2 separate regions of the Triticum aestivum genome follow, and region 1 is linked to region 2. The links are chromatin contacts, called in public Hi-C maps. All regions are on one chromosome and are shown on one strand. Each heading gives the region's core, a stretch centred on a gene start, on an enhancer-like site or on the middle of the called end of the contact. The rest is flanking DNA. Distances are from core to core; before and after follow the strand shown. Region 1 holds the start of LOC123110460 (serine/threonine-protein phosphatase 5). Region 2 holds the start of LOC123110459 (serine/threonine-protein kinase Nek2).

What was found. A called contact is a pair of places that touch in the nucleus more often than the background predicts.
Region 1: a Hi-C map of leaf shows a contact between it and region 2, with 5 times the contacts expected there. The contact joins the promoter of LOC123110460 here to the promoter of LOC123110459 in region 2. A contact is called at or near these places in 2 of 5 Hi-C or Micro-C datasets (leaf and an unstated tissue) and 1 of 1 datasets of contacts at active chromatin or transcription factors (leaf).

Annotation. Positions count from the first base shown.
Region 1 is chr5B:70,845,419-70,850,411 of IWGSC CS RefSeq v2.1, forward strand. LOC123110460 (serine/threonine-protein phosphatase 5) reads right to left here and starts at 1,695. Exons shown (of 8, transcript XM_044530985.1): 1 at 1,414-1,695. The coding sequence starts at 1,553. It overlaps LOC123110461 (phosphatidylinositol 3-kinase, root isoform), which reads right to left. Exons shown (of 19, transcript XM_044530986.1): 15 at 4,890-4,993; 16 at 4,222-4,365; 17 at 3,987-4,131; 18 at 3,730-3,887; 19 at 3,379-3,623. The coding sequence ends at 3,750.
Region 2 is chr5B:70,577,494-70,582,846 of IWGSC CS RefSeq v2.1, forward strand. LOC123110459 (serine/threonine-protein kinase Nek2) reads right to left here and starts at 1,315. Exons shown (of 15, transcript XM_044530984.1): 1 at 1,006-1,315.

The sequences.
Region 1 (4,993 bases), core at 445-2,944, 270 kb after region 2:
CTCAATTGGCATCCTTTAAAGTTTCAAAAAATTCTGAAAACTATATACATGACATAGATAATATTGGTACCTAACATGTCACAAAATTTCAAATCAACATTCATAACACAGGTCAAGATTTCCTTTTGACAAATTCAACTCTGAATAGTACCTAATGTAAGGCTTTAAAAATGGCCTATTATCAATATTGGTACCAAATTTATTAGTTTTGTTTTCTGAGTTATGTTGTGAATTTCTGTCAATAATAGATTCCAACTTAACTTCTCAAATAGAATTACCGAATGATTTGTCTAGCACACATCACATCACATGATTGCTTGCTTCCTTAATCTATATGCAATATCAAATCATCCTCATTTCTTTCAATGTAGTTTCATTGCCCGCCCCTCGTGATTGGATGGTTTAGGATTCAGTCTCTCGCCTGAGGGCTGAGGTGCTGACTGCCTAAATCAGTTAGTGGGGTTGCTTAACTTTCTTCCACACTCATTCTCACCGGTCATCATGTGCCTCATATAGTCATATTTCAATCTATGTCAAACAGGCAAAGTGTGGGTTTATGATAGAATCAACAACACTGCTTCCACAACAACAACACCATGTAAGGTATACCCTAATCATAACCGGCTATGCGAAGTAAGAAATCTTAGAATACTTATACATAACAACTGAAGAAGTCGCCTCTTTTTGCTTCGAGCAGAAAGTACTGGGCCTAGAAGGTTTTCCTACACTTGGGAATATTAGTTGCATCCAGAAGTAAATCTTCACGAGGCAATGATAGAAATAATATTTTCTCTGTCTTGGATCGTATAACAGGCACTTTGGAAAGGGTTTGTCTTGTCACATGTGCGCTAAACCTGACGCATGGTAGAGCACAGCAAACACTGTGCATCGATGGGCTATATCGCAGAAATGTGAATAATCGCTAACATCAGATTATTGGAAGCATACAAGCTTAATTTCCAGTGGCATAGAAACAACACCACGGAAGGCTTATTAGCTGTTAATGTAGTTTCAACACCAATACAGCTATTTATAAGTCTAAAGCTCTGGAACTTAGGCCTCCTTTGGTCCATAGGATAGGAATGTTATAGGAATTGGAAATGAGATGGCATGTGTCTCAATTCCTATAGGAAAAAAGATGCCATTTATTTCACAGGATTGAAATTTGCAATGCTCGCCAGGCGGCAACACGGCGACACACAAATCAAACCTCAGGGCACATGGATCCCAAAGCCTAAATCCACAACACCGCAACATATGTGCTAACGCCGCGCATTTCCTCATTCCATCTGACCAGCTGACCAAACAAGCGCACGCACGATCTCAAGACATCTCCCCCCGAAGAGATCGATCAGAGCAGTAGGGTTTCGCGCACTGAACGAGCGGAGATGGGAAGGGAGGGAGAGGGGGCACCTGTAGAGGGTGGGATTGTCGGAGTCGAGCTTGATGGCCTGCGTGTAGAGCGCGGCGGCCTTGAGGTAGTTCCCGGACTTGAAGTGCTCGTTCCCCTGGTCCTTCAGCTCCGCCGCCCGTCCACCGCCTCCGTCCGCCATCGCCACCGCCGCCGCCGCCGAGGGTTACAGGGGTTAGGGTTTTGGGGTCGCGAGCTCCTCGTCTTCTTTCAGTTTTTGGTCCTCCTTTCTTTTCCTCGGCCAAGAAAGCACGTGTCTAGTTTTGCCTCTCTTTTTTTCATTTTCTAACACATACACACGCATACATCGAAAGTGTACACTGGGTGCGAACCAACCTGTGGTTGGATTGTTAGAGGGACTGTGGTATCTCCAGCACGCCAGGGTTCAAATACTGGTGCTCGCATTTATTTCTAGATTTATTTCAAGATTTCCGGCGATGCGTATTCAGTGGGAGGAGACGTTCCCGGCGACAACGAGGTGCCTACGGTGACTTCGTAATTTTCAAGATGATATGTCGGTTCGGTCTTTCGGAGGTGCTCATAGGGGTAGGGTGTGCGTGTGTGCGTTCATAGGGATGAGTGTATGCGCGTGTATATGAGCGCTTGTGTCTGTACTGATGTTCAAAAAAGAAATGTACATTGGGTAGCAAGTAGCCATGGAGCTGCAAATTTTGAACTGGATTCAAATTGCAAGCTTCTTTTATATTACTTTGTCCGTTGACTCCGTTCAAACTTAGGAGATGTATTTGGTTTATCAAGTTTAGTATCGACTACCAAGTACTGGTACGACTCGGAACAATGTGCATCATAAGCATCACTGCCGCACAAGTCACAACGATAGAAACCGGCATCGCTGCCGATATCCATTCCATCACACGGGGAATTCGTAAAAGGGGGTGAAGGTCTTCCAAAGCTACGTCCCAAAAAGTAGGGACGTGGGACAAGACGGCATCATTCAATCTGATGAATTGGATCATAGGGTTTCACCTGAAAACCACAGGGATGCCGCCACCGCATCTCGAGCCAGCAATGAGACCTCCAAGGGAGAGATGACCTCGGTGCAAGGATTTTGCGCCCCTTGGTCGAGTCAACGGTTTAGAACTTGAGATCCTAGGCCAAACTACCGACAGACCAGGGCAATAAATGTGTGAAATTTGTTTTTTCATGTGCTGTTCTTCACATAAAGATTATTAGCTATTTGCCTGCCTCATGTGACTTCTGAGTGAAACGGGTTGTTTGTGATAAGACAAACAAGTCGGCGGTTAATCTGATTTGTTGTAGTGTTAGTAGCTGTGATTATTGCTACTCGCTCCAATCTATATCAATTGTCACTGATTTTATATTCCCTCCGTTCCAAATTACTCGTCTCTGGAATGGATGTATCTAAAACTAGAATACATCTAGATACATCCATACGTGCGACAAATAATTCGGAACGGAGGGAGTACTTGTTTCTATGCACTATGTACGCGAGGGAACTGGACAATGTGTTCTCTCTTCTGAGCTTTTGTTATCCTCCTGAGTCAAACAACGCCAAGCACTTTCACCGGATCATTCTTCTTTTTCTCTGCTTCAAGATCCTATGTGGACTTTGCATCTTGGCTGGTGAGACCCATTCAGGCATAACAAATGGTGGATGCAACCATTGAGGCCAAACACTGCATATAGCCCGCAATCATTCTTATCAACAAAACCTGCCTAGGGCCTACGGGTCATCAACTTTTTTTCTCGGAGAAGAAACAATGACGTGGCATGAGCCATGAGTCGACGCCAGTTTCAGATGAGAGATCTTCATTATCTGCGAACAAATATCTCACGAACTTTTTCAGATGACAACAAATGGGCACTCCATTGTTTGGTAAATAACTAGAATAAAGCACCCGCGTCTACATTTTTTTCCCTAGGCTTATCAACACATTGCCACCACATATCATATATGCTGAGTACATCACACATAGACAAAGTTATAAATGCTAGCATGTTCACAGATTTGCACTTCAGAGTCTTGTTAATTACATCACACACAGGACGATTTACATAAAGAAGACATATTCACAAATTTGCGTTCGTAAGTTAGAAAGTATCCAACGGGGAAATAAAGTACGTGTGGGCATTTGTCCATTATTTCCACGTTATGCTGTAAATCTATCGCATTCGTCTCCTCTTACCATTCAGTCTCTGCTTGACATCTGTTGTTAATAGTCTGCTGCGGCTGGTGAAGATCAAATAAAAGAATGGAGGTCAGCAGTGGCCATTGCAAGAGCATGTTATTATGCGATGGAATCATGTCAACAGCCAGACACCATCACCAAACTCACCCTATACAAACAAGAAGTGGTCATCGCCAATATTGAGCCCATCTATGGATGGTCTCAACCATTTGAGGGAACAATGCGCTGACACTATCGTTGATAAGACCCTGGAAGAAATGTATAGCCTCCTCATCGTCCAGATCCAGCCGGAATTTCTCCTGAACCTGACGATGCACACCGCAAAAGGAGGAAACGACATGTGATTATACGCTGCTCTGCTCTTTGTGAACAAAAAAATCCACTCATAAAACCAATTTAATTACCTTAAGCGTTGCATTTTCCTCGGCAGAGATATCTGGAATACTTGATCTTTCCATCAACGTGAAGAGATTCAATATAAGGCTGCTGTTATTCCTTAAAATGTTGTATGCTTCACAGCAGTAGGACTTGAATCTTGTGTAGTATTGGCTGAAATCCAAAAGGCAAGTTACAGCAATTCAAAGAGCTGTAGCAAATGGATAATAATTCAAGTATTGACAGAACGGATCAACAAATTACCTTTCTGTGCCACCCATGGCCTCGACCATTTCTTTACATAGTTTCATTGGAGGTGGAAATGGCTTTGGATCTCGACCCAGAATAAAACCAAAGTCCACATGGAAAAGGCACCCGTCATCTCTTATAAGAAGATTATCTAGATGCCTAGAGAGAAATAGAGAGGGAGGGGAAATCAGCAATTTGTTATTCCTCACAAACTGCATATAGCTCATGTAGACAAATGGACTGGAAAAAAAGAACTGGATGCCATTGTCAGCCAACCAGACCCTTGCTATTGATAAAAATTTCTATAGAAATACCCCGACAATAGACAGATTTACAAGAATGAGGAGAATTCCATCTTGTTGACGCTATAAATCAGAATATCAGTCACAATTAATAAACACCTAGTTGAGCTATATAATCCTTACAAAATGGTACACGAAAAACAACCATTTTCATCACTGAACAGTAATCAAGAGAAATAAAAATGAAGCGGGGCACTCGAATAAATTATGTTTCCTCTAGATGAAAATGAATGGAGTTGAACATGCAGCATCACAGTTGAAGATTGCTGAATGTACAGAAAACTGAAACAAATGCTTCTGTATATTCATTTCTAAGCATAAAGGATTAGCTATCCTAATTCTTATACAGATACGGAGTACTTAAAAAGAGAAGGCACCAACCTGTCTCCAACACCCATAATGTATGTAATGACAGAGTAACCAGCACAACTTTTTATAAAAGTTTCCAAGCATTGGGCAGTTATACCAAAAGGACCATCTTCATC
Region 2 (5,353 bases), core at 65-2,564:
AAGTGCATTGAAGTACCAAACAACTCCACACACAAAAAAAATATGCTCAGAGTGGAAAAAAGGTAGTATTGTCCAGAGAAAACAAATCAAAATGGATGGCAAAGTTGCCAATACTCCAAGAGATATATCTTGGGGTTAGGGGGAAGGAGAAGACCAAAAGCGTGAGCTCACATGAAAACATAAGAAAAGACAAGTGATCCGTAATTACGGATGCAAAAGCAAAGCACCCGGTGACAAAACCTGCCGACAGCCCCACTAAGGCCTCCTTTGGTTCAGAGGAATTTTGTAGGAATTTCATAGGATAGGATTTCTATAGGAAAAATTCCTTTAGAGCCCTTTGGTTTGTAGGAATGGAATCCTATTCCTATGGAGGAATTCTTCCTATCCTCCACATTTCATAGGAAAATAAACATTAGCCTAGACTCAATGGAAAAAATCCTATGATGTGAATCAAAAGGCATCTCCTTTCCTATTCCTACTCATAGGATTTGAAATACATGTCATCTCATTTCCTATGACTTACCTATTCCTACGATTTTCCTACCCTATGAACCAAAGAAGGCCTAAACTGTTCTGAAAAAAGAAAAGAAAGAGGAAACGGTGGAGCTCTGGGCCGAAATGTCAAATCGGAACTCAAGGAGCAAATCAGAATTCAAGACGCGGGGGGAGAAAAATAATCAGCCCCGGGTCCAAGCTCCACCAACTCCGAATCAAAGCCACCCCAATGATTTGTTTTTCCTTTTAAAATCAACGAACGAATCCCAAATGCCAACTCCATGAGCGCATCAAAAATGGATGCGAAATGGCGGCGCACAGCGCGGCTCTCGATCCACCCCAAGGAACCAAGAACACAGCCCAGCTGCACACAGAAAAGAGCAGAGGGGAAAAACGGAAGAACAATCCAATCTAATCCGAGCTCGGAGGCTGAAATGCCGGCTCCAAGAACCCCGCCGCGGCCGGCGGAGAGGGCGCCGGACGGGAGGGGGCAGGGCGCGGTGGACTTACGGGGTCACGCGCGCAGATCTCGCCGCATTTGATCGGGGACGGAGGCGGGGGGGAGCGGCTGCGATTTGAAGGGGCGGCGGCGGGGAGGAGGAGAGAGAAAGATGGGGTTTTGGCTTGGGGTGGGTTCAACTTCAAACTCGGCGAGAGCCCCGCCCGCCCGCTCGCTGCCGCTTTCCAATCCCCCAAAGCTTATATAGCCCAAAGGTAAAGGGAGGAGGAGGAGGAGGAGAGCTAGGGGAGAAGCCTCCCCGAGGAGAGAGAAAGAGAACAGGGCTAGAGAGAGAGAGAGAGGGAGAGGGGTGTGAACTGGGAAGGCGATGGCAGTGAAGAAGAAAATGTGATGACTGATGAGAGAGAGGGTGGGGGATAGGGAGGGGGGTGTGGGCCCTCCTGGTATGGTCAACTTGGGTGTGTGTTTTTTATATTTTTGGAGGGTGTATTTTTTAGTTTCTTGGATTGCATCCATGATATGATGAGAAACAAAAAGGAGGCATTAGTGTGAGTGCTTATGGGCTGATGGCATCTTTGCTACTCCATCATACTCCCTCCGTCTAGTCTAGTCTATGTCAAAAACACTTTTATATTATGAAACAGAGAGAGTAGTAAATAGTAATGGACACTCACAAAGCATTTGAAAGCAAAGCTTCCAAACAAATTTTTTTGAGAATTTCAAACAAAATTTTACTACACAATTTCAAGAAAGCCATCTATTTACAACAAAATGGATATGCATACGAGAGATCGCATCCTTCTTGTACGACACTAATCCAAATCGAACTGGTTGAAAAAATGGAATAATCATGTGTGCAGGTGGTTCGTGGTACATGGGTCATATTGAACCCGTAGTACTATTTAGCTAGATGTAGAGCAGTTTGCATCGACTACGCATATCTTTCGTAGTAGCAGTATTTTCTTGGAAGATATGCCTCCAAATCTACAATCTTTTTTAGTAACACTAGGGTGTATAGGGTTGGGGCTCACACTACAGGAAAAGCATTTTCTTGTGAAAAGGACATAATTTGAAGAGGAACTTACCATGGTTATCTATTGGGTAACTAGCAATCATTGATTGATTGTTATATTGGAATTGTCTCTTGTAGTATCTATGGGATTAGTATAATCAAACGTCAAAAAAATAAGGATAAACTGGACTTGCTATAATTTGAACAAAACAACATATATAAAGAATTCTACTCCCTCGGTTTGTCGACAGCTGACATTTATGCATTGACATAGTCTTCGATATGCATCTTTGATCATTAATTTGTAGGCATTTGAAAACATGTTTAATGACAAAACTAATAATGTTGCATTATTTTACGGATGAAAATACTTTTGTGTCAAAGTTTTAAAACTTTAACTACACAATTTCTGGAAAGCCATCTATTTACATACACATGTGATAGTACTATTTAGCTAGACGTGGAGTAGTAGTAGTTTGCATCGACCCTACATTTCTTTCATATTTTCTTAGAAGATGCCCAACTATAACCATTTTTAATGACACTAGAGTGTGTAAGGTTGGGCCTCACACTACAGAAGAATCATTTTCTTATGTAGCCAATACTACTAACACAACTTGAACTATTGTGCAATTAGTCCACAACATCTTTATACCTTCATTTTCAATAAGAGGGACTTAATAGGAAGGGTTATATGTAGGTCAACCAGCAAGTCTTACTCTTCTAACTATGTTCTAAATTTCTAATCATGGATTTGATGGATTTACTAGCTCCTGGTCGATTGAGCAATAGTCACTCTCAGCTTTCTTTTGCTTTTCTAAAATATATTGTATAAATATATGTATCACAAGCCGTTGTAATAAAAATATATGTGTCAAGGCCATTGGATGCAGCCTTCGTTGGCATCTTGTGAACTCAACTTCAAATTTAACCAATAATGGACCCAGGATACGTGGATGATATGATAGAAAGGTCATGCAAGAATCTCGGTACCAAAGGAATCATCAGACGGATGAAAAGCAAATATTCAAAGCCCCTTCAGGTTGCAAAAATAAATAAATAAATAAATAAATGTAGAATGAAGAACGCTGGAGTTTAACATTTAGTTTTCACTACAAAAGGTTTTGTTAGTCTTACCGGCCCATCCTTCTCGGTCTCTGCGTATGAATACATAAAGAACCACTATAACCATCACCCAATAGGAATATCGTCCATAAACACAAACAATGAAAAAAAACAGGGTGTAGCGTGTTAGAATAAATGGGTTGGCCATGAAGATTTTCTAAAATTTCTAATGTAAATCTCAAAGGCCCATGTATAAATGGCAAGTGAAGCTGCAAGCTTCAGTCTCACCCCAAAAGTGAAGGAGACATGAGACCAACTTAAATATAGTCTCCCCACGACACTAAGTGATGAGTATGAGGAGAGAGATAGAGAACACCGCATGCGGTTGATCATCTCGCCTGGTCTCGCCGGGGTGAAGGGCGTGGGCATGTGAAAAAATCGGTTTGTAACCTTGCATGTACGTAGTTTCTTTTTGTCGCTTTACTTTTTTGGTTTCTTGGTAAACAAGTTGGTTGTTTTCTTGTCCGGTAAGTTTACAGCTACAAAACTAAGTCTATTTGAGATCATAATCGCTACACGATACCGCGTGGGTCTATATATAACGACTTACCAGCCACAGCCAAAAATACACTAAAACAAGCTAGGGTTTGCCTCTTCTCACTATTTGTGTCGTCATCGTAGACTACTCCATCCCAAATGCCAACATGCATTGGCGAGTAGGAGTGCATGTATCTGGTACCTCTTGTCCTTATGATCCTGCATCAGGAGAGGATGAATTATGTTTCGGGGAAGCACTACGTGCAACTGCTCAAGTTCGTCACCACGGGTCGTCTTCCACCAAGCCTGTTGGTGTCGCGTACCGATGACTTCAGACATTCAGATCAATGTTATGCTATAATTTTCCAAAACAATCAAATGATAAATTCAAGTTGTTTTGAGGCATGTTGAGGACGTGGATGAATTTATATAAATCCCATGATACAAATCGAATTTTGACATGGGTTAGGAGCAAATTTTCCAAACTGGCCTTGCTAATGTTATGTTGCAATTTTCTCAAATAATCAAACCTCGGGATACAACAAATAGATGGACTGGACTTGCTATTATTTGAACAAAACAATAAAATGAAAGAACTCTACTCTCTTAGTTCGTCGGCGGGTGCCTTGGGCATTGACATAATCTCCGATATGCACCTTTGACCAATATTTAAACAAGTTCAGAAATATTTCTGCAATGACAAATCTATTGATGTTGCTTTCATCTTACCAGTCACGAAAATGTAAACGCTAGTGGTTAAAGTTAAAAAAACTACACAATTTCAAGAAAATCATAAATTTACAACGGAATAGCTCAGACTACATCTGATTCTTGTACAATACTAATTCAAACCGAACTGGTTAAAGAAAGGAACAAGCTTGTGGTGGAGATGGTTTGTCATACCGAGGACCGTATTGAAACTGTATGCATAGCATCTTGTGTTATTATTTTTTGCGGAAAAAATTCCAATCTATCCATCATCAATCATGATAGTACAACGAATACCAAAAATAATAAAACTACAACCAGATCCATAGACCACCTAGCGACGACTACAAGCACTAAAGTAAGCCGAAGGCACGCCGCCGTCATCACCCCTTCCTCAATAGAGTCGGGCAAAACTTGTCGTAGTAGACAATTGGAAAGTCATCGTGCTAAGGCCCTAAAGGACCAGCGCACCAGAACAACAAACACCGCCGTTGAAGAGAAGGTTGGATCGGAAGGATCCAAGCAGACACACAAACACACAAGAACAAGGACCTGATCCACGTGGATCCACCGAAGATGAACACCTCACCGAATCCGGTGAGATCCGTCAGAGACAAATCTTCACACACCCTCCGATGACGCTAGAAGCACCACCAAGACGGGGGCTAGATGGGGAGAAATTTATTCCATCTTTAGAGAGCCGCCACCGTCTCGTCACTCTGAGCAGGACACAACCACTAAAAAACTCAAAAAATCATCAAAAACGAATCCCTCCCACCAGCAAGCGTCGAGATCCACCACGCCTCCATGGCCCTTTCAGCCCTCCGTCGCACTCACACGGGATGTCACAAGAGCTCATATCGTGAGTAGTCTAAATCTTGGCCACGCTCATTCTCGATGATCATGTTGTGCATGATCACACAAGCGTGCATGATGTACCAAAGCATTTTTTTGATCCCAAAATCTAGCCGGTCCTCTCACAATAGCAAATTGGGCTTGCAAAATCCCAAATGCTCTCTTCACATCTTTTCTAGCTGCCGCCTGAGCATTGTGGAAATCAAGATTTTTCTTACCTT